Regions from separate parts of the Danio rerio genome. Here region 1 is linked to region 2. A link is a contact called in public Hi-C data. All regions are on one chromosome and are shown on one strand. Each heading gives the region's core, a stretch centred on a gene start, on an enhancer-like site or on the middle of the called end of the contact. The rest is flanking DNA. Distances are from core to core; before and after follow the strand shown. Region 1 overlaps bach2b (BTB and CNC homology 1, basic leucine zipper transcription factor 2b). Region 2 overlaps bach2b (BTB and CNC homology 1, basic leucine zipper transcription factor 2b).

The links. Hi-C and Micro-C count contacts between places; a contact is called where the count stands out from the background.
Region 1: a Hi-C map of embryo shows a contact between it and region 2, with 1.4 times the contacts expected there. The contact joins two enhancer-like sites. A contact is called at or near these places in 3 of 18 Hi-C or Micro-C datasets (caudal fin, embryo and an unstated tissue).

Annotation. Positions count from the first base shown.
Region 1 is chr20:26,671,961-26,676,193 of GRCz12tu, forward strand. The region is part of intron 1 of bach2b (BTB and CNC homology 1, basic leucine zipper transcription factor 2b); the gene reads right to left. Among named protein-coding and RNA genes, the nearest start is that of bach2b, 65 kb to the right of the region's middle. Within about 2 kb of position 1,666, at least 17 of the 62 cell types and tissues checked have an H3K27ac peak or open chromatin away from gene starts, as enhancers often do.
Region 2 is chr20:26,619,801-26,624,142 of GRCz12tu, forward strand. All of the region lies in intron 2 of bach2b (BTB and CNC homology 1, basic leucine zipper transcription factor 2b), which reads right to left. Among named protein-coding and RNA genes, the nearest start is that of gja10b, 45 kb to the left of the region's middle. Within about 2 kb of position 2,536, at least 12 of the 62 cell types and tissues checked have an H3K27ac peak or open chromatin away from gene starts, as enhancers often do.

The DNA.
Region 1 (4,233 bases), core at 416-2,915, 51 kb after region 2:
AGAGTTGACTTTTTTCAACTGCAAGCGCAAGCCACACAAGAGAAAAAACGCTTGCGCAGTTGGTAGTTAAAACGCGAGGCGTGCAGGGCGCATAAGTAGTGCGCAAAACGCTCTCGGTCATTAGTAAATCATTCAAAAAAGGGGCTTTTCAATGCAAAAAGTGCATTCGGTGTGATTGGCCCCTAAGACTGCATTTACACTGCAGATCTTGATGGTCAATTCCGATTTTGTGGCTGCATCTGATTTTTTTGATGACCAGCTTACATCAATTTTTAAAAGCGACTCGTATCCGATTATCTGCATTTACACGACAAATGGCAAAAGGTGCAATATTAGGAGAAAAAAATAATAATAAAAAGAGCGGGGGGCTCTGACTGACAGCTGATAATAAAAAAAACACGCTCTTTTCTCAATTCATGTATTATATCTGTTTGCAGGCTTCCTTTTTTTAAAATTCTTTTGTATTTTACTATAGTTTATGACTGAAAAAGTTGTCATTTTACCATCTTTTTTTAAAATCTAGGCTTCTTTAAACCATTAGGCATCCTCATATAATGTCCATGGCATGATTTATGCACAGATGTATGCAACCATTTTAGTTTATATTGATTACGTGGCGGATGTTGCTCCGAAAGGAAAGCATCAGACTTGACGTCAATCGTTGTGGTTTTTAGTGACACGCGACTTGCAGGTGAAAATTTGATCTACCTGCTTACACTACCGACACGAGGGCACAGATCCGATTCATATCAGATAAATTTCCACATATGAACAAGGCCTGAATCTGATTTGAGTAAATTGGAATCCATGTAAATTTTTCCAACATGAGTCATATCCAATCTGTGCCACATGAGAGAAAAAAACATTGTAATTAAGTCAATTGAAGCATGCAGTGTAAATGCAGCCTATAACTGCTTGTTCAAACTACTTATTTAAGATAAGTTAAAAGGGGTTTTGAGGACAACTTGAGGTTTTTGGGACAACTTAATTGTTTTATGTTAAATCCACTTCAATAGTGTAGGGACAAAATGAATTGTGTAAAATCACACGAGTTTTACAGTGTTCCAACACAACACAGCTTATAAAATCATTTGACAGCACTGTGCTCGCCCCACATGTCTGTGTGTTGGTGTGTGGTCATTTACAGCTGTGTCACTTTATCTGCTCAATATGTTTGTTTGAACAGTCTGCGCATGGACCCCGGCCATTGATTCTTTCTGCTGCATGTGTGTGTGTGGATACATTCTGCATGATCAATGTCTCACATAAAAACGGATTGTGAGATGATCACTAATGAGATGGCATATCACGATAGGCTCTCAAATATACCTTTTAACCATAAACATCCAGTCTTGCATGCAACAGCAAAGAAACTGCTGCTAAAACGCAAGGGAACACCAACCTCCTAGGATTTACCAACTTGATAAGAACACCGAGTATCCTGACAATGTGTGTCTGTCTATATGTAGAGATTGCGCTCAGATTGAATAAGAATACTCAATACAGACACGCTCGTCTCTGAAAGAATCACCAGGCATCAAGCTGCGCCTCTAGTACTGTAATCATTGAGGCTGATAAAAGGCTTTTCACAGTCCTCCACCTGCCAGCGATGTGTGGAGCGATGACTCACCAGGCATCCATCACCTCACTGCAGAGTGACTCAGTTACAGCAAACTCGCAGGTCATTTAAGGGGAGGCTGACGCACTGCAGCGGCTCAAAACACCTGTGCGTAATGCGCCCTTTCCCCCTGTTAAACAGCCTCAACAAGCGACCCAGAGTAACCTAGAAGAATTTACAACACCAAAGCGGGTTTCCTGTTTACATACTCTTAGTAACACTTCAGTTGTGCAGAACATTATTTTTGTAGCAACAAGCTTAAAGAGACTCTTTTATGCTATTTGTAAACTTCTGAATTGCTTCATCCAAGTAATAAGAAAGAAAGAATTATACTTCATAATTCACACTGCAGCATCACATATTTTGAATGGTTAATTCAAGGCCACTCTAAACCCCTCCTTTCTGAGTCTACATTCTCAAAACTTCTACAGTTCACTAAAGAGTCTTTTTGGATTTTTTTTTTCTTCTTAGAATGGAGAGCATTTTTAAACTCTACTTGAATATGTCATCATAGGACACGAAGCTAATGAATTAGGCGGTTGTGAATGCACTCAAAATCATTTGCAGAGGTTAAAAATACTAATGTACAATAATGTAAAGTGGCAAAGACTGCTAATTTTACTTCTGTGTATTGTCAGGACTTTATCTTTTTTTCTTTGCAATTTATGGTAACACTATTTTGATGGTCCATTTGAGTATTAGTTGACTGTCTGCTAAATATCTGTTAATACTGCTCCTTCAACAGACATTTAACTGACTATAAGAAACTTTGTAAGTACATGTCAACTTACATGAACCCTAACCTAATAGTCTACCTCTAATATAATGAGAATTAGTTGGCATGTAGATGCAATGTAACTTCAATTCAACAAACGGAACGTCAAACTAAAGGGTGACCCAATTTACTAATCAACAAAGATGACAGTTTAGCCACCAAGCCAGTAATTTTACCATTTTAGTTTTAGTTACCATTTAAGTTTACCATTAACGTTTGCCGTGTATTAACTTCGTAGAATAAAATGTTAAATGAAATAAAATGTTCATTCCGCTGTGGCGACCCCATACTATAAAAGGACTAAGCCGAAAAGAAAATGAATGAATACATTCATCCATTCATTTATTTACCTTTCAGCATAGTCCCTTTATTAATCAGGGGTCGCCACAGCGGAATGAACTGCCAATTTATCCAGCATATGTTTTACGCAGCGAATGCCCTTCCATATATATATATATATATATATATATATATATATATATATATATATATATATATATATATATATATATATATATTTTTTTTTTTTAAAGACACTTCTAAACAGCTAAACAGCTTAAAATGAAATTTAAAGGCTTAACTAGATTAATTAGGTCAGGGTAATTAGGCAAGTTATTGTACGATGTTCTGTAGACTATCGGAAAAAATATAGGGTCAAAAAAAATATGGTGTTGTAATGGGGCTAAAGGTTTTGACTTTAAAATGGTTTAAAATTTCTTCCAAGCTGCTTTTATTCTAGCCAAAATAAAACAAATAAGACTTTCTCCAGAAGAAAAAATATTATCAGACATACTGCCAAATTTTCCAATTTTTTTGTTGAGTGTCGTCACTGGTTTAACAGTAACACTGTATTTTTTAAAACCTTCATTTGGAGCGTCAAGTTGCTTTAAAATGATAATTTTAATCTTTACCATAAACATCAGTGTTTTGTTAGTCTAAATATTGATAAGTTTAATAGGCTGAAATGACAAAGAGGGGGCTATAGTCTAACTAAAAAGTGTCCACTGAAATATGTCATAATTTAAAAACAAACAAACAAACAAACAAACAAACAAACAAACAAACAAACAAACAAACAAACAAACATTTAGTACAGTCTAATATTAAGGATTTTGCCATTCGAGTATTTCTAGAATTCTGGTAATTCTAGTGTTAATGCTCTAAAAAAAAAAAAAAAAAAAAAAAAAATCTTTTACGACCTGAGAACATGTAAATGAACAACATCAAATATTCCCTTCTATGTGAACTACACATTTAAGTGTTGCTAAGGAATCTAAATACCTTTTTCAGCTTGCTGTATATATAAAGTAACTCTTGCAACACATACAGTGTGTGGTCCCTGCACAAACCCACATGCATACTTGAAATGAAAGAAAGCACCTTTCAAGTCGTTGAGCAAAATATGCACATTTTTTTAAACTTTCCACCAAAAACCAAAGACATTGCACCCCAGGGGAGAAGTCTACTACAGGATATTAATCCTCTTTTCAACTTTATGTGGAGAAATCCCCTCATCCTAATCTCTCCAGGCGGTGCTGTCCCCTTTGACAGGGGAAAATGACAGGTTGAGTTTGACAGACTGGGGAAGGGGCTTTAAAAGAGACGAGATAAGGAAGGAGATTGTAAGGGGTTCAACAGATAATTGGGACCACAGCTCTCGTTCAAAGGGACTCATAAACTCCATGCACGCCTACCGATACGGCCCCATAAACATGCTCATGGAAAATTGCTGCAAAGAAATAAGTCCACATATGAACATGCACACACATACACCCACATATAGAACACGCACATTAACATATGACACACAAACAGAAGAGATGTGGTAAAGAAGAGGGTG
Region 2 (4,342 bases), core at 1,286-3,785:
AATAGAAAACATGGTTTATATTTTAAGATTAAGACGTTAAATGCACTTAATTCCCAATCTAGCTAAGAAATCTCTCTTTAATATTTAATGGGCAGCTCTCTGGTTGGCTCAGATGCAACCATAGCTGCCAATTTGCGACTAAAGGTGGAGACAGACATTGATGTTGGAAGGTGTGAAGGTATGGAGAGTCTATGCCTGACAAACAGCTCTCTCTGCTGGGGGAAAAACTGCTGAAACGTGTTTTTGAGCTGACATCAGCAGACACAGGCTGCAGCGGCAGCATCGGCCGCACCATCTGTGACTGCTACTACAAGTGTCTCTACAGCACAGCCATCAACCTGACGGAAAGAGAAAGGTGTGCTGCGTGCACAAAAGAAAAGAAAGAAGGCAAAAGATGGAAAAGAAGCAAGACTATGAAGAACACAAAGAGATGGAAATGTGAAAACAAAGAGAAGGAATAAAAAGGTGGAGAGGTTATAATTAAAATAGAGTGGGGGATGGGAAATATGGTCTGAGACAAAGGCTTACAGGGATTATATCGTAAAAATGAAAATTCTTATTTTTTACTCACTTAATCCTACAGTATGATAAAAGTATGAAATTAAGATCTAAAAAACACTTTTTTCCAGTGTTTTAAAAAAGGTATAACCATTAAAACATGTTACATGTCTCATCTTCTGTCTAGGCATGGGTCCACTTTAAGACTCTGACAGTTTGATAATCTTGGATAAAAATATCACGGTTTTATGGTATTGTGATTACTGCTCTAAATATATCCTTTTGAAATGTCTGGGTAAAAAACTAAGACTGTTTTATTCCCTTTTGAACACAATATATTTTATTTACAATATATTTTATACATTTAAAATATTTTGGAACAGTAGCTAAACAATTCAAATATATCATTGACGTCTGCTGTCTTCATTAGTTTCAAAAACACTAAATAAAAAAATCTTTCACATACCAAGTTAGGAATGGTATAACTTAATAAAATTTGGATTTGGTTTTAAAACCTTGACTTTTCCAAACCGCGATGTACCTTGAAAACCTTTATCGTCCCATGCCTAGTTCTGTCATTCTGGATCCAGGTATTGAGTACATTTGAGTACCCTGTGTAAAATTAGCTATAATTGTATATTAGTGTAAAAATGTCTATTATTTTAAGAAATATTTGATAATAAAGTAAATAAGTGTTTTGTCGCAGCAGCAAAATGTCACCTTTTTTTATCTAAAATTTAAAATTTATGGAAACCATTTTGTTAAAACTTCTTTTCTTAAAGCAGTACTCACAGTAAATTGTTTTCATATAATTTGGTTAGGAATGTATATGTTTATAAATTAATATGCTCCTACTTTTCTTAAGACTTTTTGAGCAAATTTGTGTTTAAAATAATTTAGAATTAATCATTTTTTATCATTTTTTCTGTTCTCACACAATTTAACAATTATATAGCTTTGGTTTATGTGCAACTAAAAAAATGAATACTGTAAAAAGACAACAGCAGTGACAACATGCAATAACATAGTAATAACACAGTAACATTCAAAATGTGAGTTTATTACACATTCACTATGGCCAAAAATGTTATTGACCATAAAATACAAGACAATAATATTACTAAAAATAATAATAATTAAAAAAAACCTGAATAGCCCTCCGTTTGGGCCTTGTTATAACTGTCTGAAAGTAATGTGTGGTGTAAATGAACATTTTAGGTTCCACAGTGCAACTTTCAGGGAAGATCTCAGAAGATCTTTTCTTTTTTTAGAACTTTCTAATAATCTGAAGAATTGAAAGGTTCAATGGAAGTTTATTTGTCTAACTGTGAATGCCAATAAAAACCTTTATTTTTAGAGTGCAGTGAGCTGTCAACCATTGTGAATGAATCATTAATTTAGTGCATCAGTAACTAGTTGAGTCTGATTCATGAAGAATCATTCATGAACAAACAGGTTAGGAAAAACCACATCATTTAAAAAGACTTGACATTTTAAAGATCCGATCCTACTGATTTGTTTATAAAACTGACACGAGGGTGAGTAAATGAAGACAGAAATCCCTTTTTGGATGAACTACTCTTTTAACTGTGTGGCAAACAACAAAAGAGAAAAAAAGAGGTGCTCAAAGAAGAGGAAAAATAAAGCAGAATCGCGGCTCACTGGGGACAGACTTTGACATATAAGCCACTGGACCTGTTAACAACATTTATTATTGTGGGAAAGAGACAAAGGAGCAAATTTATCTCCACGACAGATCTGAGCTATTTATGCTAATACAGACTACAGACTATTCTCCTTCACCAGGGCCTCAAAAGGGTCATATTGTTACAAAGCAGGAAATTACACGAACTGTACATCATACAGCCTGACAACTCCTGACTATTTGGGAATTGTGCCAAGCGATTCCTTCCATAAAAAGGTCAGGGAAAGCTATAAAGGCCTCACACCTGCCCTCTCGTTCATTCATTCCCTCTCTCTTTGATCTTCTGCCTTTCCCCCTCTCAGCAGCCGAGACGGCTAATTTATGGAAATTCGCTCCGGCAAATTCCTGCATGTCATGAATGTTAATGAGGCAAAGATCCGCATGACAATGGAGAGAACGCTTTACAGGGTGTCTGAAAAAATACCAAACCTCTGCTGAAGACGGGACGTGTGCGATATGAAATCTGCTGACTAACCTGCCATTAAACTCCACATGCAGCCACAGACAAATGAGCAACACAAAGTCACGGGAAAACGCAGGGCCACGATAAGGCAATTAATGCTGTGCTTTAAAACCTACTGAGACAGCATTTTTGGACACTGTTTAAACATCATGCCTAGAAAGGCAGATCAGTATTCAATGACAGAAGGTATGAAATATTAATGTTAAAGTTTTTTCAACGTTTATTTTTTCCCCAAATTTCTGTTTAACAGACAGCAGATTTTTTTTTTCAACCCATTTCTAAACATAACAGTTTTAATAACTAATTTCTATTAACAAATTTATTTTATCTTTGCCATGATGACGGCACACTAGATATTTTTACTAGATGTTTTTTAAGACACATACATAGTTTAAAGCTACATTAAAAGGCTTAACTAGGTTAATTAGGTTAACTAGGCAGGTTAGGGTAATTAGGCAAGTTATTCTTTAACGATGGTTTGTTCTGTACTATCGAAAAAAAATAGCTAAAAGGGGCTAATAATTTTGATCAAAACTGTTTTTTTTTTTTTTTTTTTAAATAAAAAGCTTTTATTCTAGCCAAAATAAAACAAATAAGACTTTCTCCAGCAGAAAAAATATGATCAGACATACTGTGAAAATTTCCTTGCTCTGTTAAACATCATCTGGGAAACATTTAAAAAAAGAAGAAAATTCAAAGGGGGGCTAATAGTCCTGATTTCAACTGCATATTAAAATGACAGTATGTAATTTGAGCTTTTCAACACCGCGTAAGTAGGGTTTCTGCAGGTTTCTTTAAGTGAAATTTAGGACTTTTAAGACCCTTTTAAGAACATTATAAATGAAATTTTAGATTTATAGGTGTTAGTGATTTTTTCTAATAGCCCAGTTACTTCTGTATATAGTTGTTGTAATAATTGAAGATTATGTAAAGGGATGTGTTACTTTATTTTTCTTTTCCTGGTTAGGGAATTTAATTTGTAGAATTTCCTGTAAACATGTCTAACAGCTTTAAATTGTACTGATTTGTAACTTTAAATTGTAAATTTGTAACTTTGAACAGTTTTGAATTGTATCTCTTTGCAACTTATATATATATAAGTTTAACTATATATATTATATATAGTATAAGATCTGTCGAAGACCTTTTTAAAAAATGTAAGACCTACAACACAATATTTCAGTGAATTCAAGACTTTTTAAGGCCTAAAATGGAGCTTTTACATTTTAAGACAGTTTAAGAGTTTTTTTTAAGACAGACACCCTGATAAAAAGAAGAAAAAAGTCTAAATTTGACCACACTTTTCTTTTTGAAGCAACTGTCCTGATGTCAAAATGGAAAAATGTATTAATAATTAATAATTTAATAACATTATACATTAAATTGAATATTTCTTTCTTTTTTATTTTATTTCCGTTTAATATCCTATGTTCATAAGCATCTTCTACAGTACATCAATAATGCATATAAAAACAGCTTTAGTTATTTAATGAATTGATGTTTATAAATCGTTGTGTTGTAAGTGCCCAAATTCATTGTATAATCCATAACATCTCAGACGTGCACACCCACAATGACACTCAGATGGGTAAACGCTTGACAGATTTAGAGTCAGCCCTCCCTAGTGCGATGGATTAAATCAGATACTCTACTGGCTAATCCTCTCAAAGTGAGGT